2 separate regions of the Columba livia genome follow, and region 2 is linked to region 1. A link is a contact called in public Hi-C data. All regions are on one chromosome and are shown on one strand. Each heading gives the region's core, a stretch centred on a gene start, on an enhancer-like site or on the middle of the called end of the contact. The rest is flanking DNA. Distances are from core to core; before and after follow the strand shown. Region 1 holds the start of PARP1 (poly(ADP-ribose) polymerase 1). Region 2 overlaps LOC110362526 (a long non-coding RNA gene).

Evidence for each region. Hi-C and Micro-C count contacts between places; a contact is called where the count stands out from the background.
Region 2: a Hi-C map of crop shows a contact between it and region 1, with 3 times the contacts expected there. The contact joins the enhancer-like site here to the promoter of PARP1 in region 1. A contact is called at or near these places in 2 of 2 Hi-C or Micro-C datasets (crop and liver).

What each region holds. Positions count from the first base shown.
Region 1 is chr3:102,726,951-102,732,099 of bColLiv1.pat.W.v2, reverse strand. PARP1 (poly(ADP-ribose) polymerase 1) reads left to right here and starts at 2,444. Exons shown (of 23, transcript XM_065058613.1): 1 at 2,444-2,667. The coding sequence starts at 2,548.
Region 2 is chr3:102,945,839-102,950,987 of bColLiv1.pat.W.v2, reverse strand. LOC110362526 (a long non-coding RNA gene) reads left to right here. Exons shown (of 4, transcript XR_010471655.1): 3 at 1-2,904; 4 at 3,388-3,639. Among named protein-coding and RNA genes, the nearest start is that of PSEN2, 5.3 kb to the left of the region's middle. Within about 2 kb of position 3,162, at least 3 of the 3 cell types and tissues checked have an H3K27ac peak away from gene starts, as active enhancers do.

The DNA of each region.
Region 1 (5,149 bases), core at 1,195-3,694:
GTCGGCAGTTTGCCTACAGAGGAAATTACATCGTAGTAAAAAGAACCATAACAACGTAGTTCTTAGTGTAGACATTCCTGTTTCAAAGCAAGACTTACACTGGTTATAACCATCCAAACTCCTGCATGCATTCTCAAGGTAGGGTCAAAAAGGTAAAATGCCCAGAGCTTTCAGCTTGATCCTTTCAAGCAGTGTGTTCAGGCTCATTCATACAGAAGAACCACTTACCCCTTTTAAAAAAGAAAATCCACTAAACCCCATTTTGGGTAGTATTAATTTAGTGGTTTGCATTCACAAACAAACAAAAAATTAGGCTAAACTTCGAACAGTGACTTGTTACTGTGACTTTCTTTGCTTGTTTGCATGCTTGCATGCTGGTGAATGTCTGTGTATTGTTCCGTAGACTAATTCATGATATTGTACAGATCCCCAGCTGGTCTCTAGGCTGCAGGTTGTGGAGCTGCACTTTGGTAGTTAGATAGGGCTGCTTTTCCTTAGAAGTGAAAATGGCCCCAGCTGGAGGAAACACTAACAAGAAGCCATTTCTCTTTTGCTCAAGCCCTATAAATAAATACCATATAAACAAATGAGTATTTTCAGAGGAACTGGATATATTCTTGGAAGAAAAATTATCCCCAGGATGATGGCAGGCAGGAAATCCCTGAGCCACAAATCTCGAGATGCTGGGAAATATTTGGGAGAACAAGTACTGTTCGCTTGGCCTTTCTTATGTCAGCTCCTGGCAGATGGTCACTGGGAGAGGCAGGATCCAAGTTAAACAGTCCATTGACTTGACTCAGGACAACTCTTGCGAGTCAAACATTATTTGTGTATAATTCACTTTTCTCCCAAAAAACCTGATGGAGCAGGCTGGTGGTAGGTTTGTTGAAATGGGTGAATGCAACTCCCCACCTCATTGCCAGTCACCTTCAAAATGGGGAAAGCCCTGGCAGAGATGCTGGGCAGCGTGGGGAGGGAACCACCTCTGGCTCCTGGTCACATCATCTAGGTAAGCTCTCCTGGACCTCTCACTTTTCTCTTGTGTGAGACTAAATGTGTTGATCTGCCTCTGAACTGCTGGCATCCGGTTCAAGAACTTCTGTAATAAGTAATCAGAAACAGCAGAAGACTCTGCATTTGAAGCATCTGCATCTGATGGTGTGGATGCAGCACCATCTAGTGCTTTACAGAGATTTTTTTTACCCTCCTTCCCCAAATCAGTAGGGATGTGTTCAGGGTACATCCTTTCGTCCCTGGCACACTGCTAGTCTGTAGGCTCTTGGAAGACAAACACCACGTACTTTTGTAGCAAGTGTGTGACAAACTGGGAGGCAGAAAGTGCAAATTAGAGGTGCGTTAACATTTCAGGCCATACAGGCTTGCTGAGATGCTGTTGTGCAACTCCGACTGATACCTGCGAGGCGTCTGAAGCTCACCTGGGACTGAGCATCCTGCTTTACTTAAACCCTAACTCCAGAATCACAATAAAAGTCATGACAAACTCTTATGAAGCGTTTGCAATAACTTCAGTGCCCTCCTCTTCCTTACTCCAGCGAAGCTACAGAACCAATGCCATCCGCTGCTACTTGAGGGTATTACCTCCTATAAAACCAAAAAAGCCAAGATTTCAAGATTTAACTAATCAAAGTGCTTTTTTGTTCCTTTCTTCAGCACCCGTACATACTGTTATCCCCAGGGATGGGAGCAAACTCCTGGCTGGGAGTGAGACCGTACATGTGTGCGGGACGGCTGCGGACACAGGCAGACCGCTTTCTGCGGCGGGCTCTACCGCGGCTGGAGCAGCTACGCCAGGCAGCGGCACCAACGCGTGTGCACACAAAACACGCCGTTTCTCTGCACCCCCGGGGCTCCCCAGCGGGGTGGTCCCTGCGGGCAGGCTCTCCGGAGACTCGCCTGCGTACTCCCCGGCGCGCCGGGTAGGCTGCTGGGCGCTGCCTTTCCGCAGCGGGGGGATGTTTGCTCGCCCCCGCTGGGGCTCCGCACGCCGCGCAAAGCCGCGGGCCGAGAAGCGCTGGCGGAGCCCGGAGCGGCCTCGCTCGGTGTTAATTAACGGCCCCTTCCTCGGCTCCAGCCGCTCCTGGAGAGCTCAGACCGAGGGGGCGGGTGATGAAGCGGCACCGGGAGGAGCCGGTCGCCGTTCTGCAGCCCCTTTTCTTCTGCCTTGTTCGCGTCTCCGGAGGGCTCTTTTGGGGAAGGGGACAGCCTTGCTCCGGTGCCCGCCTCGGCTGCTCCGGGCCGCGGCACCGTGTGCGACGGGGCCATGGGGCTCCACCCCGTCCTCGCCCCAGGGGCAGCGCGACCCCGGCGCCACGTGACGCGCCGCCGCTCCCCACCCCCCATTGATACACCGCAGCGCACCGGAACGTTCCAGGCGCCGGCAGGCGCTCCGAATCGATGCCCGAGCGGCAGATCCGGCCGGCTTGCTGAGGCGGGGTTGGGAGCTCGGCGCTCGGCTAGCTGTCCCGCGGGCGGGGGAAAGCGCGGGGCGGCGGGCGCGGGGCACGGGGTGGCTCCGCGGCGGCGGCGATGGCGGAGCCGGCGGAGAAGCTGTACCGGGCGGAGTACGCCAAGAGCGGCCGCGCGTCCTGCAAGAAGTGCGGCGAGAGCATCGCCAAGGACTCGCTGCGCCTGGCGCTCATGGTGCAGGTACCGCGTGGCGGGGCCCGGGCCGGCAGGGGGGCGGGCTGACCGCGGGGCTCCACATCGGCGGCAGGGCCAGCTCGGGGGTCCGCGCCCACAGCCGTCCGGGGCCGCTCGGCCGGGCCTGTCTCCCTCGCCGCGGAGGCGAGCGCAGCCTATTTTTAGTAGCGGCGCCTTCGCCCGCCGCTCCCCGCAGCAGCCCTGCCCGTCGCCCCGGGGCGGCCCCTGGGAGCTGCTCGGTGGCCTGGGCTGTGGAGGCGTCTGGAGGTGACGCGGTGCAGAGTTCCCCGTTAAGTGCCTTAGCGGAGGGGTCGGCTCGGGGCCGCGCACAGAGGCTCTTTGTTGTCCGGAGTGGGAGGCGGGCGTAGGAGGGAGGCGAGCGCCGTGGCTTTTCTGTGCCCGGGGGAGCGTCTGTCACTCGGGGTGTGCTGTAGCGGGTCAGGGACATCTCCGTTCTGTGCGCGCTTTGCATACGAGACAGGAAAAACTGAGACCCGAAACGCGTTAGAGACCGTGAACAGCCCCATGTTTTTCCCCTCCCAGCACGGAGAGCTGCAGGGTTGGCGGGCAGGCTTGGGCTGCCAGCCGCAGAGAGGTGTTTTTACAGAGCTGGCTGGCACATTGCAGACATGAAACAGAGAGCCGAACTGCAATTAGCAGACTGAACGCGAAGGCATGTTTTGCTGTCAGCAGTCCTCAAGTTATTTGCCTTTTGGGGAAAGCGACTTGCTCGTTTCCTTGCAAAATGAAGGGAAGGGCTCCGTCTGGGGTCGGAGGGCTGGGATTTGTGCACAGCCCCGTGCAGCCGTTTTGTCTGGCGTGAAATCGCACGCTGTTGTGGGAAGATGGGGAGGGAATCGGCAAACGCCGCTCTCAGCAGGTCGCTCGGGAAGGGCGAAGAGCTGCCGTCCCAGGCGGCGGGTCTTGGGCTGGTTCTACCTAGGGGGGTGAAAAGGTACCTCCAGCGTTCAGGTGGTGCAGAGGGACGGCGGGCTGAAGGTGGTGTGTGTGCCTTGTGAAAGACAGGCGAACGCGCGTAGGTGCATTTGTGGAAGGGTAGCAAGGACGCGGGCTGCGAACGCGAGAGCTGAGCGCTGCGGTTGGGCGCTGAGGCTGCCAGCCGCCTGAGGAGCCATTTCTGGAGAACGGAGCGGTCTGTGCGGCCGAGAGCCGCTTGTGCCCCGGGAGAGGCTGCCCTTGGAGCTGCCGAGGAAGGGCCGGGGCTGGCGGGGCTTGGCTCCCCGCGGGAGTGCCCGGCTGGCGGGGCTGGAGGCAGGAGCTGGTTCCCCGGAGGGGAAATACCGCTTTTGCTGTTGTTCCCCAGAGCCTCCGTCCCCCGGGAGGGCTGTTCGGCCCTGCAGTGCCAAGCTGCAGCGTTTGCTCGCACGTGTTCCGGCTGCCTTCTCCTTTTGTTTCTTCTGCTGCCCTCCATCGGTGTCTGCTCTGCTCCTCCTCCCCTGCTCCGGCTGCTGCTTCTCCGGTTCCCTCACGTTTGTTATCCCTGCCTGTCTTGTATTTCTCCAGCAGTTTAAGCTGATGCAAGGCAGTTTTGCCTTCCTCAGGCTGGGCCCTGAGGGACTGCAGTGTGCATTGGCTCAGGGAGCCGGGGAGAATGGGTGTGTGTGGTTCTGTAGGGTTGCGTTTATTCAGTGATATTCTGGTGGCAGGTGGAGGGGGACAGCTGGGTTTGCAGCATCCATCACAGAGCCACTGCGTCTTAGCCAACCATCTCCCCAAAACTGCTGGACTTACACCAGCCCCTGATGATTTTTTAATTTTTTTTTTTTTTTCTCCTCTCAAACACTCTTGAATTTGCTTGATCTCTCCTGGAAAGGGCTCTCTCCCTGCTGCCAGTTTTTGTGCCAGCAGAGCACTTTCCATAGCCTGAGCATCTCCCACACAAGGGCCCGGATTTCACCGGAGCACCCGGGCCCCTTGTTTCCTCTGGGGAAATCCCCTGCAGAGCAGCCTCTGCACCACGGCCTTCAGTGCACCGAGGTCTTTTGCAAATTGTGCAGAAGGAGTTAAAGGGAGGCCCAGACCAAGTTGTTATCTAGGTTCTATTTGTACTATAGCTGCCTTTTTTTTGTTGTTTTCACGTGAGGAGCTCTGAATGACAGTGGGATGCTTGGTGTTTGGCATGGGGCAGGCACTGAGGCCCTGCGTGGCTTCTACTTTTGCTTCTGGATGGACCCAAACTGTTTCTGTTATCTGCATGTGCAATGTGGAAACGAAATGGTCTCTTCTTTTTCCATAGTTTGTTTAGGAAACCATGGCCTAGAGACAGGTAATCTGGGAGAAGTTCTGTAAACAAGGTCTGTTTCTCCTGGAGGCCTTTCACTTCCCACACAGCTAGAAGTCGTGCTGCAGGAGCACAACTACATGTGGTGGAGAGCTCGCTGTTTGCATGGTTGTCCTGAAGACTGAGCCAGCTCGGCACCCTTCCACACACCCCGGTGCCTTATGCCCTCAAAGCCTTTGTCTTGGT
Region 2 (5,149 bases), core at 1,913-4,412, 220 kb before region 1:
TGCCCCACAGTGGGCCCACCAGGGAGTTTGTCTAACGCCACTATTGACTGATCAGAGCTGCACTTTGAACTGTCACCAAGGCTGAGCTGGCTGCCAGAGGGAGCTTTGGTTTAAGCAGCCTGTCCTTCAGGGGAGGAAGGACCAGCCTGGTCACTCATGCCCACGTACCCAGTACATCAGCCTTTGGGCTGAGCAGGGGTGAAGAAGAGAAAGCCTCTGCCCTGGGTGCTTGCATGCTGAACAGAGAGGAAGCCACACAGCACCAGGCAAGCAAGATGGAGGTGTTATAAAGCCACACTGTCTTCTGCTATCATTTCACAGCTTAAACTAAAGGAAGGGACCTTGCAGAGATGATTTCTGCCTCCTAAGGACACTGGATACCCCATAACAGAAAGCACAGGAACCTTCTTTCCTACCTGTGCACAACACCAAATACATAAATGCATACTGATTGTGTTTTCTTAGTCTGGGCTGAAAAGGGGGAAGGACAGTTCAGAAGATAAAAGCACAGAGAGCTGAGATGAGCATGTTTCCTTTCTGGCTATAGCAACTGGAGGAGCTTTTGGGCTGGAAGGAAACATAGGCTCTGTCTATATTCACAGAAAGTTATAGAGCACGGTCTAGCAAATACAGTAAACGAAGAAATGGAAAAAATGTGTCAGACCATTATCAAACTGACCCAGTAGGCTTGCACAGTATCAGGAAAAGTTCTCTTTGCCCATGGATGGATTCAAACCATTAGGTCTCATTCAAAAATCATACAATGTAAGAGCCAAAAGACCAAACTCTCAAAACTGTACAGCAAAAATGAAAGGAGACAAACCTAGGTCAGTAGTAAATGCTTATAGTGGGGCAGCTGAGGTGGGAATACAACTCCTGCTTTATATCAGTCTCACAAAGGCCACAGGAGAGCAGATGTCCAGATGACCTTCGTGCAAGTGACCTCTTTCCTCAGCAGATTAATGGATTTTTATAAAACTGGGCCATTTCACACTAACATTAGGACCTAGCCTTGGTTTGCCTTTTAATTTCATGCTGCAACACCACTGTGCTACAAACAAAGCTAAATCCTTTGCTTTGCATTTCATCCATCACAAATAATACCAGTAAAATATACAGTATAGAACAGCTGCTATAGGCTGGCAGAATACTTAATAATCCACTTAAGAGTTAGAATTCCCGCGCATACATACTGTTCTCTTAGATGGCAATTAGATGAAGACAATCTGTCTTCCTTTTCTATATTTAGACCAAGAAAAAGCTTTGGGCTGACACTGACAGCCTGATGTTCTCCTAAGTTTCAGCTGTAACAATCACTGCTGTTGGTAAATACAGAGACAAAGAAAAAACTTTAGGAAATTCTAAGTGATGGAGCCAAAAAGATTTCCCGGTTCTTGCCAATAAAGCCAAAACGTGCATGCTGCTAAAATGACAAGAGGACTTGGAACACACCATCTCAGCAGTCAAAAAGGAATTTGCAAATGCCATTCGCTTTCAGCCCCAGAACACAAAAATAATGAAAGACAAGATACTACAGGAATTTGTAGAGTTCTGTAGTCCTCTTTCTCCATTTTAGGGCACACCAACACAGCTGAACTAGCACTGCTTTCTTCTGTCCCACAAGAAAGGCACAACACAGAGCCCCAAAGGGTTATTTTGCTGGCAGAGCTGAAATCCCACCCCCCAAAAAAAAAAAAGGCATCAGAAGGATTATTTTGCCAGCATTGAGCCCAACTACTCTAGCAGCCAACTCCTTATCAAATACTCTAGCAGCCAACTCCTTATCACAGCATAAAGGCACCACAGCCCTGCAGATCTACTTACACCAGGGAAACCTCAAAGCTAGGGTCAGACCCCACGCACAGGACCACTTGCAGTGGTGCTAACACTGCCAGGAGCATCTGCACCAGCAGGGGCTGGAGGTGACACACCAGGGACACCCAAGGACACCTGTGTAGGGCTGGGTTCCCATCTCCTACCCGAGCACCTGGGGCAGCCAGCCAGGGGCATGCGGAGCCATGGAGCCCCGCTGTCCCCGCTCCCAGCAGGACACAGGTGTACACACCGGGGCTAGGTCACCTTCCCTGTCTGTCCAAGCGCACACCCAGCCCGGCCACATGCACAGCAGCTGGCAGAGAGAGACAACAGGCACTAAAGAAAAAAAAAGGACAAAAAACCCAATAATCCTGCCTGCCAGAGACTTTGCAGGAGGCCAGAGGAGACCTTGTGCCCATGCACGCGTTCTCCCCAGCTGCCCCAGCCTTAAAAGTCGGGGTTCCACGGAATCGCCGGCAGCGTTTCCAGATGAAATCCTGGGCTGCGGGCAGGAACCACTGCCCAGGAGAAACACATATACGGGTATTTTACCTATACATACACATATAAAACATATGTTATATATACACGTAATATGCACCTATATAGAAATATATTTGTATATTGGCATATCTATGTCTAGCTAGCTATATGTCTATATATATATATATATATATATATATATTTATCGATGTAAACTTTCACCGGAACGAGCCCGCAAGGCTGCCGGACCTCCTTCCTCCCCCACCTCCGTCCCGGGCCCCAGCGTGCAGCGGAAGGGCTTCACACGGCTCCAACAGCGCGGCGCCCCGAGACCCCGCCGGTCAGGCCCCGTCCCGTCCGGAGGGCAGCCAGAGCCCGCAGCCCGGCAGGGGCACGGACGGAGCCCGGGCCGGGACACGCTGCGCGGCCGCCGGTGTTTACCTGCTCCCGGCTCGGCACAGGCTCCTCTCCGTGCCCATTGGCTCCGGCACGCTCTGGCCCCAATGCTGGCCGGGGGAAACGAGCACGCCCACCGATTCGCCACAGCGGCTGTCGCTCGATGGGTGTCTCCGCCTACTGGCCACTCTTCTCCAATGGGAGAGAATGGTGAGAAGAAGGAGGGCCAATAGGAAGGCGGTTCTCGTCGCCGCTTCTCTCCGGCAGTGAGGCGGCCGGTGAGGCGGTGGCTGCGCCGCCATAGTGGGGCGGGTGTGAGCGGTGTGGCGGGTCCCTGGGGCCCCGGGGGCAGGCGGGCTAGCCGCAGGCAGCGGCAGCGCCTGGGAGGAGCCGTGGCTCCCGGAGCTGGGCGGCGGTGTCAGGTGTGGGCTTCTCCCTCAGCGAGGAAAGGGCGGCTCCGCTCGGCCGCGGGCCCGTCCTGCCGGGTGCTGTTAAGTGCCTGGGCGCTGCGGGACGGGCTGTGTGGGGCCCGGTGACAGGAGGGAGCTGGTGAAACACCCTCAGCTTCCCCTAGAGCTTAATGGCTGCGGCTTCACAGCTGGACGTGGGACACTTACGATGCCGGTGAAAGGCAGTTTTACACTAATTGCTTGAAAATGTCTGGCTTTACACCTGTGACTTATGTTCTTACAGATCCTGTAGCTAGCCAAGCCACCGGCTTAAAAAAGGCATTTAAATGTGTATCTACGTCCTTCAGTAATGGGAAGGCTATGAGAGTGTGCAAATCCTGACTGAAATAAAAAGGTAAGGGAGAAGAGTGGAGGAGTAAACAGGGAAACCAGAGGAGATGGCCAAAGAATGGTTCTTTCGGAGTTGCGCCCGACCTCTGCCCAGTTTATGGATCAGAAGGATGAATAAAGGAAAATTACAAACATTTTCACATTATTTACTACGGGTGTGGGAAATTTGTATTTTCTAGGTGTCTTTTTGTTTAAAATTAAAAGAACCTAGCAAGACAGTAAACGAGAATTCTGTAGACAAGTGAAAATGTTTTTTCAGTCAGCACACAAACTGTTGCCGTGCCTCTGTTGTTCCCATTGCTTTATCAGGCAACGGTCAAGTGAAATTAAGATTTTTGTAGCTCTGTAGCACTTGCTCATCATCTGTGGGGCCAGAGGCACAAACTGGAGTCACGGTAAAAACTCTGCTGCTGCTGCTTCAGAAGAATCTCGGGCACAGACACAGGGAGTATTGGCAGCAAAGGTTTACCTTCCTTGTTGCTTTGTGCCATCTGTGATGATCTTGCGTACAGAAGAAGTGAAGGGTAAGACAGCAATGAAGGAGATGCAAGGCAAAATAAGTTAATTTCTCCACTGTATATCATTGGGAAAAATGGAATATTCTGCAGATTCCAAATCCAGGTTGGCCATCACATTATTTTCCTTGAATGTTCTGTGCAATGTTGGTGACAAGTGATACACCTCCCTTATGCCTGTAGTCTTTATTTTGAGCCACTTTGCACACAGAAGTAAGTTACATGTAAAATTCTTCAGAGCCCCAGACAGCTGCCTATCAAAGCATGGCCAGCTGTCTTTTGCCAACGTAAAGTCAGTCTAGGAAAACGGATAAACTGTGTGTTTGGCTGTGTTCATCACTAGCGGAGCATCAGAGCTCTGTGTAACAGGCTTCTCTCAAAGGCTGTGCCTGTCCTTTGTGTGCTAAGCTGTTGAGTTTCTTTTCACTGTACTCTTGTTCCAGCTGGAGTTTATTTTAAATGGAAATTTCTCTGATTAATTGAATCCTTTGCACATTGTACGCTCAGCTGCTTGTTAAGTTTGTTTAATATTAGGAGAAGGATCAATTTTGGTTGCACTTAGGTTTTCCACAACTGAGAGTGGTTTCATACCCCTTTAGTTTATGTGGAGCTTATGTATCTGACACAGATTTGGGATAACAGTAAAAATATGTATCTGTTTTAAAACATTATACATCTTCAAACCGAAAGCATTGACAGTCTGAACTGCACGGCTCTTCACCTCGCTGGCAGTCAGCCAGTCCCTCAGCCTGCCCAGAGTTCTCACGGAGCCGGCAACAGGCACGTTCCAGTGAACACCCTGGCCTGCCATAAATATATGCAATAACAGGTAAGTTATTCTTAGGCCCATTAAAGTCCCCAGGGCTGCGTGCAGATTTCATCCATATGGAGTGATTTGAGTTAGGAGCGAATTTTTTTTTTTTACAGGTGAATTTTCTTCATTTTTCACTAACACCTGTCAGTGTCTCCCTTATTCTTTTCTCCCTCACCTCCCTCTGTTCCTACCATATAATGGGCACAGCAATCTTTGGTAATTAATGCTTTTTCTTGTCCACTCTTCGTTTTCCCTTTTTACACTGTTTTTCCAAATTCTAGGTTCATTTCACTGCCCTTCCTCTGGCTGGTTCCAGTCAGCATCAT